2 separate regions of the Oryctolagus cuniculus genome follow, and region 2 is linked to region 1. Evidence: chromatin contacts called from public Micro-C data. All regions are on one chromosome and are shown on one strand. The core of a region is the stretch at or near the end of the contact, and the rest is flanking DNA. Distances in the headings are between cores, read along the strand shown.

The links. A called contact is a pair of places that touch in the nucleus more often than the background predicts.
Region 2: a Micro-C map of ear pinna shows a contact between it and region 1, with 4 times the contacts expected there. The contact joins the promoter of MACIR here to the promoter of GIN1 in region 1. A contact is called at or near these places in 2 of 6 Hi-C or Micro-C datasets (ear pinna and an unstated tissue).

Annotation. Positions count from the first base shown.
Region 1 is chr14:25,559,960-25,566,468 of mOryCun1.1, forward strand. It overlaps GIN1 (gypsy retrotransposon integrase 1), which reads right to left and starts at 2,141. Exons shown (of 8, transcript XM_008261986.4): 1 at 2,011-2,141. PPIP5K2 (diphosphoinositol pentakisphosphate kinase 2) reads left to right here and starts at 1,934. Exons shown (of 29, transcript XM_070056500.1): 1 at 1,934-2,073.
Region 2 is chr14:25,708,070-25,715,492 of mOryCun1.1, forward strand. It overlaps MACIR (macrophage immunometabolism regulator), which reads left to right and starts at 1,931. Exons shown (of 3, transcript XM_051853595.2): 1 at 1,931-2,169.

The DNA.
Region 1 (6,509 bases), core at 891-3,390:
GGACAGTGAGAGAGAGACAGAGAGAGAAAGGTCTTCCTTTTGCCGTTGGTTCACCCTCCAATGGCCGCCGCTGCAGCCGGCGCACCGCGCTGATCCTGGCAGGAGCCAGGAGCCAGGTGCTTTTCCTGGTCTCCCATGGGGTGCAGGGCCCAAGCACCTGGGCCATCCTCCACTGCACTCCCTGGCCATAGCAGAGAGCTGGCCTGGAAGAGGGGCAACCGGGACAGAATCCGGCGCCCCAACCGGGACTAGAACCCGGTGTGCCGGCGCCGCAAGGTGGAGGATTAGCCTATTGAGCCACGGCGCCGGCTTCTTTTCCTTTTCAATGATCAGTCAGCACTTGGTCCCTACAAAGCATGCATTTAAGTAGTTAATCTGAGAAAATAGTTTTAAACTGTCCTACCCAGAATGAACTTAATCACGTATCTTTAAAGATTATTAAGCAGAGGTAACATCTGTAAGGGAGACTAAACTGGCTTGAATTACATAAATGGATATCATTTTAAGCTTTCTTTACCTTGGAATTTCCAAGAAATTAGGTTTAGGAAAAAGTATTGAAGGAGGCTGACTACAAGAGGTTTGCAAAAGGAATGTCGGGATATTTGGTTGTGCTTTTCACACTCTCCCCTGCACAGTATCAAATAAAATCAACAAATACCTGTGGAAATACTTATTGCGTAATTGTTTTGATAGCCTGACCTTGTGTGGCCAAGAAAATAAGGCAGTTAAGCAACATTTTAGATAAAATCAGGCTGTAACTGAGTTTCAACGAGGGTGAAAACCATCCAGGCCACAAGCTGAAGCCCAGGTAGTATAACAAGCACGCGTTCCAACTTAAACGCCGTTAATATTTCAATGCACACGTGAACTTGGATTCAGACTTCTCCTGTGAATCCCTTTAGCGTAACTTCTGAAAAACGGGCCGGCACAGTTGTTGCCTAACGCCAAAGGCGGGGAACCCTAAACACACCAGCTACTTCTCCAGTACCGGCTTCAGCTTAAGGATCGCATTCCTCCCACCAGAAATGCCCTCGACATCGAGGCCACACAGGGCACTCGGGTTTCCATTTGGAAGCGACAGCTCTACTTGGGCTCAGACACGCCCATTGGAGGGCAGTCCACACCGGGGTAAAAATGTATGCGTTTCCCTTTAACACGGCAAGACTGCTTCCTGGGCTCCATTTCTTCCCGCCATAGGGGATTTTAATTTAGGGTAAAATTCCACAGCCAGCGACTCGGGGCGTCGGCTTGCGAGCCCGCGCAAGCCCGGGGTCTCGGGCACCAGGAAGCGTTTCCAAGGCTGGTTACTCCATTCTTGCGGGTAAAGTCCAAGCCTAACCTGCGAAAGACCACTAAGGAAAGCGGGACTACGAGCAGCCGGAGGCTCTGCACGCCTGACAAGAGAGCTCGCCCAGCTACCGCTCAGCTCACGCGGAACAGCGCAACGCCCACGGCCCTCCTGCCCCTAGAGCGCCTGCGCAACATCTCCACCGACTCCGCGAAACCTTTCTTCAGGCCCGTGGAAGCGAATGATTGTGAAATGACTGTCAGGGGCCACCTCACTTTACTTGAAAAAAAAAAAAAAATTTAAAAAGAGTAGGTATCACAAGCACACCAGAATGACCGCTCACCAAGGTAGTCCTAAATGCAAACGACAGGATTTAAGCCGCCTCCCGCGACTTATGTGGTGCTGCCGGAAGCGGAACTCCACCCGGGACGTTAAGAGGGGCGTCCTTTTGCGGGAGGCGGAAACTCGGTCCGGAGAGGTGAGGAAGGCGCGTTTGGCTCCTGCCGGAAGTTGTTCCGCCCGGCGAGCTTTCGGTGTGAGACCCAAGGCGGGCGGGGAAGAGGCGTGCCCGAGATTCATGAGGTGTAGTGGTGCTGAAGGTGCCTCAATGGGGCCCTTCGGTTGCTACTGAAGGGAGAAGACCCGCGTCCACGCGTGCGGCTTGGAGTCTCTCGAAGAACCACCCATCCCGGCCCTCGGAGTTAGAAGGGGTGAACGGAAACCTGGATGCGCTCGGCCGTGTCCAGCGGCTCGCGGGACGACCGCGGCGGCGGCGGCGGCGGCAGGTGAGGGCCCGGCGAGCGATGGAGGACCGGAGATGCAGAGCAGGCTGCGCGCAGGGTCGCGGCCGCGGTGGGCGTTGGCTGTGTTCGCTGTTGTGCTCTGCGGACCCTAGTTGGGCGCGTGCTCCTCTGAGGGGGCATGGGCCGGGGCGAGTGGCAGCGTGGGCATGGGGGAGTGGCGGTTCCGCGCAGAGCTCGGGTCCGCTCGCGTCTCGCGGTCTCTTCCTCCTGGGAAGCCGCGCACTGCAGCTGCCGAGCTGCCACCGCGCGCCGCGTCTTTCCTCCGCCGGGGTGGGCAGCCTCGAGTTGGGGAACGGATGTGGGCAGAGGTGGCTGTTTTCGTTTTCATGCCGCGGTCTTGTCGGCGCCTCCGCGTGCCCCCTAAAAAGAACAAAAGCCTCGTGGGTTTCAGTGTTCCGTGGTCTGAACGGAGGCTGCGGGCCACCGCCTCGCCTGGGCGACGGGGAAAGTGTTGCATCCTCGTGCCCTGGGTGGGCGAGGCCGGCAGAGTGACCTCTGGACCCCCATCCACGAGGTTCTCTGTGACTTACTGGGTGTTGACCGCGCCCGGTGCCTTGCTTTGCCCTGCAGAAATGCTACGCTGGGGGAAGCATGGCTGACTTCAGCAAGAGCATCCTCTCTGGGAGTTCACTGGGAAAGAATTCTGTTTGGCTGTCACAAGTTCTTCAGTGAAATATATAGTTGTTATTGTAGGCGGATAATAATAGCAGCCATTGACGAAGGTCTCACCGTGTCAAATGCTTTACGTGTTTCTCCATCCACGCCTTCAACAATTCCCTGACATTAAACGACCACTCCCCTTTTACAGAGTTAGAAAGTGAGAGGTCAAGTAACGCTAGTGTTTAGCTGAACGTCCGAATCTGTTAGGAAGCTGATCTGACTTCGAGGTCTGTTTTCTCTGTTGTCCTACCATTATTCTCCCACAGTTGTAACTTCTTCACTAGCACTTGCAGCGGCTGAAAGAATTCATTAAGATATATATATATATGTGTATATATATATTTATCTGTATGCGTGTGCGTACCTGTGTCGGACAAGTGACAGATACGTGCAGAATTCAGTAGTTCAGCACTCGCTATACTTCAGCACTGCAGGCTTATTTAAAGCAAATTGTTAAACTGATGGGCAGAAGGTTCAGAGTTGTATAAGCAATGGTTGATGTCTAAGTTTTAAACTCATGTGACTTGCAGGGTGTGAGGATTTGAACTGAACAAATGATGGAGCATTTACAGATCACCCAAATAAGTGCCATGCACCTGGTTAAGTACTGACAATATATAGTTCTTTGTTTTCCAAAAGCTCCCATGTAGATAGTGGCGTAGAAGCATGAATTTTCTTAAGTGGAAATGGTCTCTCGTGCTTATGCGAGAAGATGTCCTTATTGTTTGGAGATGTTTAGAAATGAAGTTTGTTGGTGCCTAGAACTTGTGTGTCTGTGTGTGTATGGCAAAATGTTGGTAATTTTTGAATCTAATTGCAGATGGATGGATATTTAGTGACTGTTCTTTGAACGTTTCTGAATATTTGAAATTTTTCATAATAAAAACTTGGGGAGGATAAACAACTCTGAGAAGAGCAGATAATTGCAAAGATAAATCTGAAATGCCCTGAAGAGTAGAAGACCAGAGAGGGTTTTGATGTATCCTTGGGGTCTGGCAGAGGCATTGTAGTTCTGGGGAAGCCCTTTTTGTCAGGATCTTTCAGTTGGTTGTTTAAGGGGCAATGGGAACTTCCAAGGAGAACCATGAACTCCAGGCAAAAGGAAATACAATCCTAGCAAAAAGATATTAAATAGCTGTTTGAAGGAGTAAAGGTGAGAAAAAGACTTTTTCTCAGCCAGTGGTCATGATAGTCTTGAGAAGCAAGCAAGACAGACTGAAAAGGTGAAATGAAGTCCCCAGGAGCAGCAGTGGCAAGTAGCTTCGCAAGGTGGGAGATAAATACAGACATCCAGTTGTTTGTGTTTTCTCTTTGCCTGTTAAATGTAGGTCAGAAATCTAAGTAACAGCAGTTAACAAAATATATGAACAGCTAACATTTACTGAGTGCTTAACATGTGCTGGTTGCGTCGCATTGTCATTTAATCTTCAGAATGTACGAATTTATAATCCCATTTTACAGGTAATAGTTGGAGAGGTCAATAGCTTATGTGAAGACGCAGACTTAAAAACTTTCAGAAAAAGACTTCAAATTTAGTTTTGCCATAGAACAGAGTAGTGGTTCTCAAAGTGGGATTCCAAGACAATCAGCGTCACCATTACCTTGGAACTTTAGGCAAAGTGAAATACTGTCCTCCTCCCTTCCCCCAGACTTTTTCACTTAACAGTTTTAACAAGCTCTCTAAGTGATTCTGATGCATACTGAAGTTTGAGAAGCACTGCTTTAACTGTAGGCACTTTTAAAATAATGATTTTATTTATTTGTTTGAGAGGTAGAGCTACAGACAGGGCGTGGGGGGGGGGAGAGAAAGAAAAGGAGAGAGAGAAAAAGATGTCTTCCATCTGCTGGTGCGTGCCCCACATGGCCACAATGGCCAGAGCGAGGCCCATCCATGGTCTTTGGTTTAAAAGAGTGGTCTTTGGTTTAAACAGACCTAGGTTTGAATTACATTTGTAGCCATTATGGATTGTGTGGCCAAGGGTCAAGTTACTTAAGCTTTTGTTTTTTAGGATTTATTTATTTATTTTATTTGAAAGGAAGAGTGACAGCAAGAGAGCAAGATCTTCCTTCCACTGGTTCACTTTCCAAATGGCTGCAACAGCATGTGTGGGCCAAGAGCCAGGAATCCCATTGGTATCTCCACAAAAGTGGCAGGGTCCAGGTACTTGGGCCATCTTTTGCTGCCTTCTCAGATACATTAGCAGAAATCTAGATTGGAAGTGGAGTAGCTGGGATTCCAGCTGGCACTTTGATAGTGGACACTGGTGTTGCAGGTTGCAGCTTAACCTGCTGTGTATGTGCCAGCCCCTCAAATTACTTGAACTTTGGAACTTTACGTATTCATTTGTAATTAAATGATGGTCATTTATGTATTTATAAAATAAGGAAAAGATCCCTTACCGGAGAATGGCTGAGAGATGGTTTCATCACAAAGTAGTAACTAAGTGCTTCCCAATTTTTTTCACGTGGAAGCATAGGTAGGGATGGATAGTAGTTGTATAGAGTAGTGGGAAAGTTGAGGAGAGTGCTGCTGGTGGATCACTGCCCAGGGACTTTGAGTGGTCCTGGAGGCTGAGCCAGTCAATTTCTTGGCATGCCTATAGCTCATTTGTGGGGAGGCGACATGTTGGGAAGCTCTGCATTAATACATTAAGTACTTACACTGTTTTCCCAGTCCTTGGGCCCCTGCACCCGTGTGGGAGACCCAGAGGAAGCTCCTGGATCCTGGCTTTGGATTGGCGCAGCTCCGGCTGTTGTGGCCAGTTGGGGAGTGAACCAGCAGATGGAAGCCCTCTCTCTGTTTCTCCTTCTCTCTGTGTAACTCTGACTTTCAAATAAATAAATAAATCTAAAAAAATGCACTAAGTATGTACCAGGTAACAATGTTGAATAAATGTTCATTCTCTTACAATTTATATTGTGGAGAGACACAAAGTGTTAAGTAATGACAAAGTTGTGGGGTGACCAAAGGTCAAAATAGTTGAGTCCTGAAAACTATTAAGGAAAGTTTTGTGGAGGAAGATCTGTCCGGTAGTTGGGATGTGCCAAGCACTAGGAAGACAAAGATACTGCCTCATGAGCTTTCTCCTGTTATGACAATAGTGAACACATGTTTTGCTTACCATATGCTTCCATTGTTCTGTGCTTCCCCTCATCCTTCCTCAAACTTCATTGCAAATTGGAACCACCTGGTAAGCCTTAAAAATACCTGAGCCCTACTCTTAAATTTTCTGGTTTAATTGGAATGTAATATGACCTATACTTGTGACACAAGCATTTTTGAAATATTATGTTTAATTTTTACAACAAGCTATGACATGGATACAATTTACTGACGAGGAAGTCGAGGCCCTGAGGTGTTAACTTTGTTCAAAGTCACACGGCTTTGTGTGTGGATTTAAGCCCAGATGTTCTATCCCCTTGCTCCTTGCTCTTTACCACTGGAGATCTGTAAGTATCTCTATGTACTGAAATGAAATAAAAGAAAGGAAAAAGAAAGCCTTGCTTGGCCTTGTGTTCTCAGGCTCAATTCCTCTGCCTACCCTTATAGCAAAACCCTTCAAAACAACTATCTGTGTAACCTATCTCTACTACCTCTCCTTCTATTCCTTAAATGCACCAATCATTGAGTACAAATGAAAATTCGTATTGAGGCTTCCCATTTTCTGTAATTTTTCTTGGCTTGCCTGCTCTGCTTCAACCTCCTGACTGTTCCTTGAATGTGGAGAATATGCCAACCCTGCTTCTGTGTCAAGGTC
Region 2 (7,423 bases), core at 681-3,180, 150 kb after region 1:
GTGAAGGGCGAGGACTAGGATATGAGCAGGGAGCACCACCAGGGAGGGAGGCAATTTGGAGACAAAAAAACCTTCTGAAGAGGCGTTGGGCCTAATAAACTGAAAGGCAAATGGGAACTTTACTGCTTTTGGCCAAAGAACACTGGCAGAGTTTCGGGGCAAAGGGCAAGTACAAGGCATTCTTCTGAAAAGCTTATAAGATTTCAGATAGGCAAAAATGAAATTAAGTTTCTGAAAATAAAATAGACAAGGCTTTGGAGGTGGTTTTTATGAGAAGGACACCATCAGAACAATCCACTCCTGTGTCAAGGAGATCACAGCCTGAACTAGCTCCCAGTGTGTTCTCCTAAGCTACTCACTCAGGCAAAGAAGAGGTCCATCCAGCACCCACTGTGCTTGCAAAGGTCTGCTATACAGCTGTGTTGCAAGAAAGTTAATTGACATTTCCTAGAATTGTTGGAGAACAATGAAAGTACTGTCAGCTTGGGAGCCCCAAAAGTCACGTGATGAAGAAGGGCTGTTGATAAGAGGGTACTTCGAAAAGTCTGTGGGGGGCAGCCATTGTGGGACACTTTGGGCATCGCTTGGGACAACTGCATCCCATATGGGATTACCAGTTGGGGTCCTGGCCACTCTGCTTCCAATCCAGCTTCCTACTAATGCGCCTGGGAAGGCAACAATGATGGACCAAGTACTTGGGACTCCGTCATCCACTTGGGAGACCTGGATGGAGTTCCATGTTCCTGCTTCAGCCTGGCCTAGCATGAGTTATTGTGACCATTTAGGAACTGAACCAACAGATAGAAGATCTCTCTCTCTCTCTCTTGTTCCCGTTGCCATTCTGCTTTCCAAGCAAACATCTTAAAACAAAGTTTGGGGAAAAATGAAATTAAAAGATGTTTAGTTTGGTGTAAAAAAATTCCATAAACTTTTAGAGGTCCCCGCATTCACATTTATTTCAGATTTTTCTAGCGCCAAAAGAAACTTAATCTTTTAATTCTATTTTCTGCAAATGTTTTGAAATGCCTTCCTATTTATTTGTCTTTATATTTAAAGGGACAGATGATGATTCTGAAGTAAGTTTAATTCAAGACTTGTTTAAATTGTATTTATCCACACCAAATTTTTGTGTTTTATGTTCGGATAAAACACTTTTTAAAAACAAAACAAAGCACAACTCGCTGGCTTTGGACCCGTAGCATTTCCAACATCTGTAAAACAATCCTGGGGTACTACACCCAGCTCAGCCGCCTACTGGGTACATGACCTCGCTGATGGTATTGAAACTTTCTGCATCTTTAAAATGCGGTGCCTAAGTTACTTCCTCTTGGAATTGTTGAGAGGCGAAATTATCAGCTGTGCATAAACAGAGTTAAATTAATGTCAGCCACTATCTTCTCGCTAAGCAGAACCCATTTGGCAGAGTGCATGCACGTGAAGTGAGAAAAGCAAACCTTGTCAAGGGACATCATTTCTTACCAGGATGGAAAAGATCAAGTCTCTGCTGATCGAAAAATAGTGAATCCAATCAGGACCCGCATGTGAAGCCTGCTCCCGCCCGCTACCCCGCACACATTCTCCGGACATTCGGTCGCTCTCTAAGCCTGACCCTGCACATTGTAATTTCTCCACTTCTCGGCGCAGAGCGCCCTTTCAGCAGAGACTTAACCAATCGCAAACCCCAGCACACCGTCACCGGGGACGCTGGAGCGCTCCCAGGCCTGCGAGTTCTCTGGTGGGGGCGCAGGGCTCGGCCTGGGGCGAGGGTGCCGCGCCGCCCCCTGCCCACCGTACTCGGCGATCGCACCCCCCCCACCCCACGCCCGTTTCTCCAGCGCCTTCCTCGCGCCCGCCCTTCCCCCGGGTGTCGGAGCGCGAAGCGGGAGGCGGGCTCAGAGCTGACGGGCTGCGGCTCTGCAGCCAGAGGGAGGAGGCGGGAAGGCGGGCGGAGGAGGAGGAGGAGGAGGAGGTGGAGGAGGTGGAGGAGGAGGCGGGGACTACGCGGGGCGGTAGCTGGCGCCGAGCGCGGTGGGAGCCGACAGGGTACCCGGCTGGCTCGGCTGGCGGCCTCCGCCCGGATCTCGGCGCTGCAGCCCTGCGCCTCTCCCGCCCTCGTCTCCCGGCCCGCGGCCCCGGGCTCGGCGGAGGCGGCGGAGCTCTGGGCCACTGGTAGGTTGCACGGGCACGGCGTTTCCGCCTGCAACCTTTTGTGCCGCAGAAAAGGTGGTAGGGATGGCTGGGCGGGGGGGGGAGAGGGGTAGGGTGGGGAGGGGGCTGCCCCCTGCCTCCGATCCCCGGTGCCAGCCCCAGTCACGGCGCCGCCCCTTCCTCCCTGCCTCGTGTCCAGGCCAGGCGCGCAGTGCCGGAGATCCCCGGGATGGGTGGCTGCGGGGCGGCTGCAGCGTCCCCCACGGCCTCGGCGGGCCGGTGCCCGGGCACCCGAGCGGGAAGCTGAGGACTGGTGAGCTGGGTGGGGCCCGCGCGGGGTGCGGGGAGCCCGCGGCTCCTGGCACAGGGGTGGGGCCCGAGACGCCGTGAGTGTGCAGAGCGCGTGTGAGTGAGTGTGCGGGGGTGTGCGCCCCCGTGTGCGCGCGGCGTGCGCTCGCCCGGGAGGTGCGGGCTCGGCGACCCGGAGCGCCTGTGCCGCTGTGCAGCGCCGCGGGCTCCCTCAGCTGCAGTGCCCGCACCGCGGGGCGGCGGGCCTGGCACCCCTCGGGGGACTGGGCTGCTTCCCCGGCCTGCTGCGCCCCTGGCTGCGTGCCCGGCCGCGCGCAGGGTGCGACTGCCCCAGCCAGATAGCGTCTCGGGGCGAGCCCGCGGGGCCTTATCTCGGCGGCCGTCCTCGCCCGCGCTGCCACCTGGGGGCGAGGCCGCCCGCGTCGGCCGGGCCGCGGCCGGGGCCGCGTGCGGTGCGGGGCCCGGCTGCTGGCCGGAATGGAAAGCAGCAGATGTCGTGGGGGGCATCCCCGCCCTCGCCCCACCTGTCGCGGCTGGACTTCGGGGCGGGTGGGAAGCGGAGGGAAGGGGTTTCCGGGCGGGCGGCGGGCGGACCTTGGGCAGCGCGGCCCCATTGTGAAGCTGCCAAACTCTCTCTAGTGGTGGAATCTGCGAATCTGCCAGGAAGGCGGTGGGGACGCGCAGGCGGGCGGTGATGGCCCCGTCCTTTTCCCCTTGCAAGTGTTCCACGTCCGTTGGGGACTCCCTGCTTCCCCACCCACGCCAGTCTGCACACGGGTGGGCTGGGATTTTGTGTGGAGCGAAGATTCGGGTGCGTGCGTGCGGGCGGCGTGGTGCGCAGGTAACAGTGGCGCCAGGAACTTTGTAATAATCAGGGAGACTGGAACAGGAGCGTCTTACCAAGGGCTTGCCTCCCAGCATACCCTCCCAGACGTTTTATTTTACGTGGTTTTTCTCGAAGAGCCGCCTTACAACCAAGGGTTGTATTTGCTTTGTCTTCTAACCCTGTGGAACTGGATGCACGCTTGCCTCGGAGATAGTAATGACCCCGCGCCAAAGTTTTGTTTTCCCAGACATTTCAAAATACGGTACTGGTTATTATTGCAGAATCTGTTACTACTGTGTTCGTTCAGAGCTACGATTGATGCTTAAACTTTTATATTTAATCACAGATTTCTCAATATCCTTTATTATGTAACTGTGTGGGTTAGAAACAAAATGGACAGGATGAAATGTAAGAGGTGATCAGCTTAGGGTCCTCTTAATTTGATAAGAACTGATGTAGGGAGTATGCTTTTGCCAATATTGTAGCTTATTTAATTACAAATGAGACTTTGTAGTAGTTACTATTCTGGAATATAAGATACTTAGTGACCTTAGAAAACAGTCAAAGAATTTGCTTATTTTTCTCTGTATTTCAGAGAGCTATTTTAATATTCACTCAGAATTCTTAGTACACTAGGAATAATAGAACTTGACATACATGATTTAAAATTTCTTTGCTAATTTGTAGTTGGAAGGGGGAGTGGGACAGGGGTGTCGCTCATTTCTCCCAAAGAGAACTTTAATTTTGTCACCAGGCTGTGAAAACGAAAATCTGGTTTTAAGTTTTTGCTTGGAGGGCTAGCCAGTCCCACCTGGTACACCTGCCCTGCTTTGACCATGCTTCCTAAGAGGCAGATTTCTTGTGAAGACTGTGTGTAGACAGTTACCGTCAATCCCATCTGCAGTGACACTGAGTATTTTTCTAAAAGTAGAAGGATGACTTCACCCGAAGCTATTAGTAACCCGGGTTTAATTTTTACTAGCAGAAATGGAAAGGAAATGAATGCTGCGATTTTTAAGGGGGTTGCTATTCAAAGAACTAATACTAGAAACACATTTTTGTCTTACTGAACCAATTATGGCGATGTCTTCCCACGTTGGTGAAGTTAATGATCTGTTTGTGAGGTCAAGGATGGTTTTAGAAGAGTCACTCCCTACTTAGCAGTGGCTCGAAACCTTTGATAATTTTGTTTTTTACAAGTGACAAACAATAAAGTAAGATTATTTAACAGGAACCTTGCAGGTGAGGGTGTAAGTACAGCTAAGCATTTTTGCACTGTGAGTTGTGCTTGGACAGGTAAATCATTTCATTTCTGCTCAGTGTTCTGTTATTTGAGAACTGTTTTGATCCATTTCTCTTACACTTGTTTTCAGAGTAGAGAGTAAGGCTGGTGATTGCAAAATACTTTCACTGGTATGAATGGAATTTTTTCCAAGTGCTTTTCCATCATTGGTCCATTCTTAGTCACTTTGAGAAATGCTACCTGTTTCTTTTTCTTTCATGTTTTAGAAGCTAGAATTCGAACTTGTTCTTGTAGTCTACTGATTTCTTTGCCTAAAATTTATAGTGCTTTCCAGAAGAGCATCTTTAATGATCAGTAGGATTTATTTACCAAAATTCAGAAGGGCGTGCTGGACCTTTGTATTTATAACAGTAGGAGTTGTAAGGGATGTTAAATTTTTACTTGGGATTTTGTTAGTGGATCTGTGCTGAAGCCTGAGATTTATAGCTTTTTGGGGAGAGAGGTTTTGTGTGGTACTGAAGATGTCCATGTGGATCTTTTTTATCTTTTGGGGCAAACCCTCCCTTTTCCGGGTTCCTGGTGCCACTCAAATTTACTGTTGTATGTATTAGATTTACGTATTTCCGTGGCTCTGTCTTGCGCCTGGTCTCAGACTGTATTCTTTACTCTTTATATTTGCGCCAAGAAATATTGTTGAACTTCTCAGTGGGGACATGAATAACTGAGTGGTTGAATGATTCACTCACAGACAAATTCCTCACATCTGTGTGCAAAGCCACTATGCAGACCAAAGGGTGTTTCTTTTTAAAAAGTCGATTGCCTTTATACTTTTGAGTAGATAACATAATGGCCACACAATATATTTGCGACCCTTTGGAGAGATGGCTGTAAGTAAATATGGGGAATGGACCTGGACCAGACATGGTGACCCCACAGCTGAAGGATGTTCTTCTGGGCCTATGATAGTATCTGTCACCTTGCCTGAGAAATTTGACACACTTGCTAGCTGGGGTTTGCAAACTTTGCTATCTGCGGAAGCTTCATTTGTAGCTGATTGCTGAGTGTTTTTTGGCTCAGGCACCCCTCACTTCCCTGTCCAGAGGTCTGTGGGGAGCTCTTGGTTGTGCTTAATTTGTCCTGTTTTCACAGGACTTTCTGTGACATCCCAGGACTTGCTGTTCGTGGCGGCTTCTCATAGCTGGAAGTGTTATGTTCTATCACATTTGCTCTGTCGTCTTCAGTCTGTGTTTCTAGGTAACAGGTGTATAGCTTCTGAACCTTTCATGTGGCTCCTCCCCTACTTGGTGACTGTTGGCAGAGGAGAGCCATTGCTGCCCTTCTAAGCCTTCATGTTCAAAACAAATCACAAGGCTATAGATTTTTACAGTAGTATGCAAGTGTGTATAGTTATTTGAAAAGTATAGTTTTTGGGGACTTTTATATTAAAATAGTTTTGTTGATACAAGGATAAAACTCTTACAGTAATTTTGTAATTCATTCTTTCATAGGTAATTCTTTTTTTTTTTTTTTTTAACATTTTATTTACTTGAAGGGCAGAGAGATAGAGACAGACAAGTCTCCCATGTGCTGGTTCACTCCTCAGATGCTTACAGCAGACAAGGCTGGGCCAGGCCAAAGCAGGGAGCCAGGAGCCAGGAACTTAATCTAGGTCTGCATGTGGGTGGCAGGGACTGGCCACTTGAGCCGTCCATCACTTGCTGACTCCCCTAGTGTGTATTAGCAGGAATCTTGAAGTGGACCCAGGACTCTGGGACACAAACCCGTGTGCTCCTGTATAGATGTATGGATACAGGTGTCACAAATGGCGTTTTTTAAAAGATTTATTTATTATTTGAAAGGCAGAGTTACAGAGAGAGAGAGAGAGAGAGAGAGAGAGAGAGAGAGAGACATCTATCTGCTGGACCACTCCCCAGATGCCCACAATGGCTAGGACTGGGCCAGGTCAAAGCCAGGTCAAAGCCAGGACCCTGGAACTCCAGCCAGGTCTCCCACCTGTGTGTCAGGGCCCCAAGGACTTGTGCCTTCTTCTGCTGCTTTCCCAGGAGGATTAACAGGCCCAGAAGTGGAGCAGCCAGGACTTGAAGCAGCACTCATGTGGGATGCCAGTGTTGCAGGAGGCGGGTTAACCACCTGTTGTACCACAGCACTGACCCCCAGTGGCATCCCAACCACTACACTAAACACCTGCCCCGGAGCTAATTCTTAAGGAAGGTATATTCTGTACCAGTTTCTTGCCTTGTTCTTTTAATTTTATCTTTTCCCCCATCTTTTATCATCCTCCCTTTCTTAGCACACATACAGGGATAGCACTCGCCTACACACCAAACTGTAAGTCATGTCAGGAATGCGTGGAAAAGAGGAGGAACGGAGCTCTGGCCCTCGGGTTTCCCTGGTGTTGCTCCCTTGGCCTGTGTGGCTGCGTTCTATTTTTGGCATGGCACTGACATAACAGGGATAATCAGTTACTACACTTTGTTTACTATGCAATTACCAACCATTTCCTAGACTTCCACATCACAGGCCCAGGCTGGGTGATTTCATTAAGGTTCCCAGCGTTTCAGATCCAGATGAGGTTTTCAGTTGATTTCTTTCCTTGGGTGTTGAAAAAATGAAAGTATAAATATTTTTCCAATGCATTTAAAAACTTACGAATTATTTCTCACCAAAATGCACAAGACATGTTATATGAAAGCTGGAATGAGATGTAAGCCTTTTTAAAACCAATACTTAAGACATGCAAAGTTTCTTCTATCCGATTTTCAGTGTACATTTCTAAAAATATAAAGTGAAATCTGCTTCACTTTGTGGTAGATGTAGCCCTGGAAAATAACGTGATATACATAGCTGCATTGGGCACTGAAGTGTATAACCGGCAA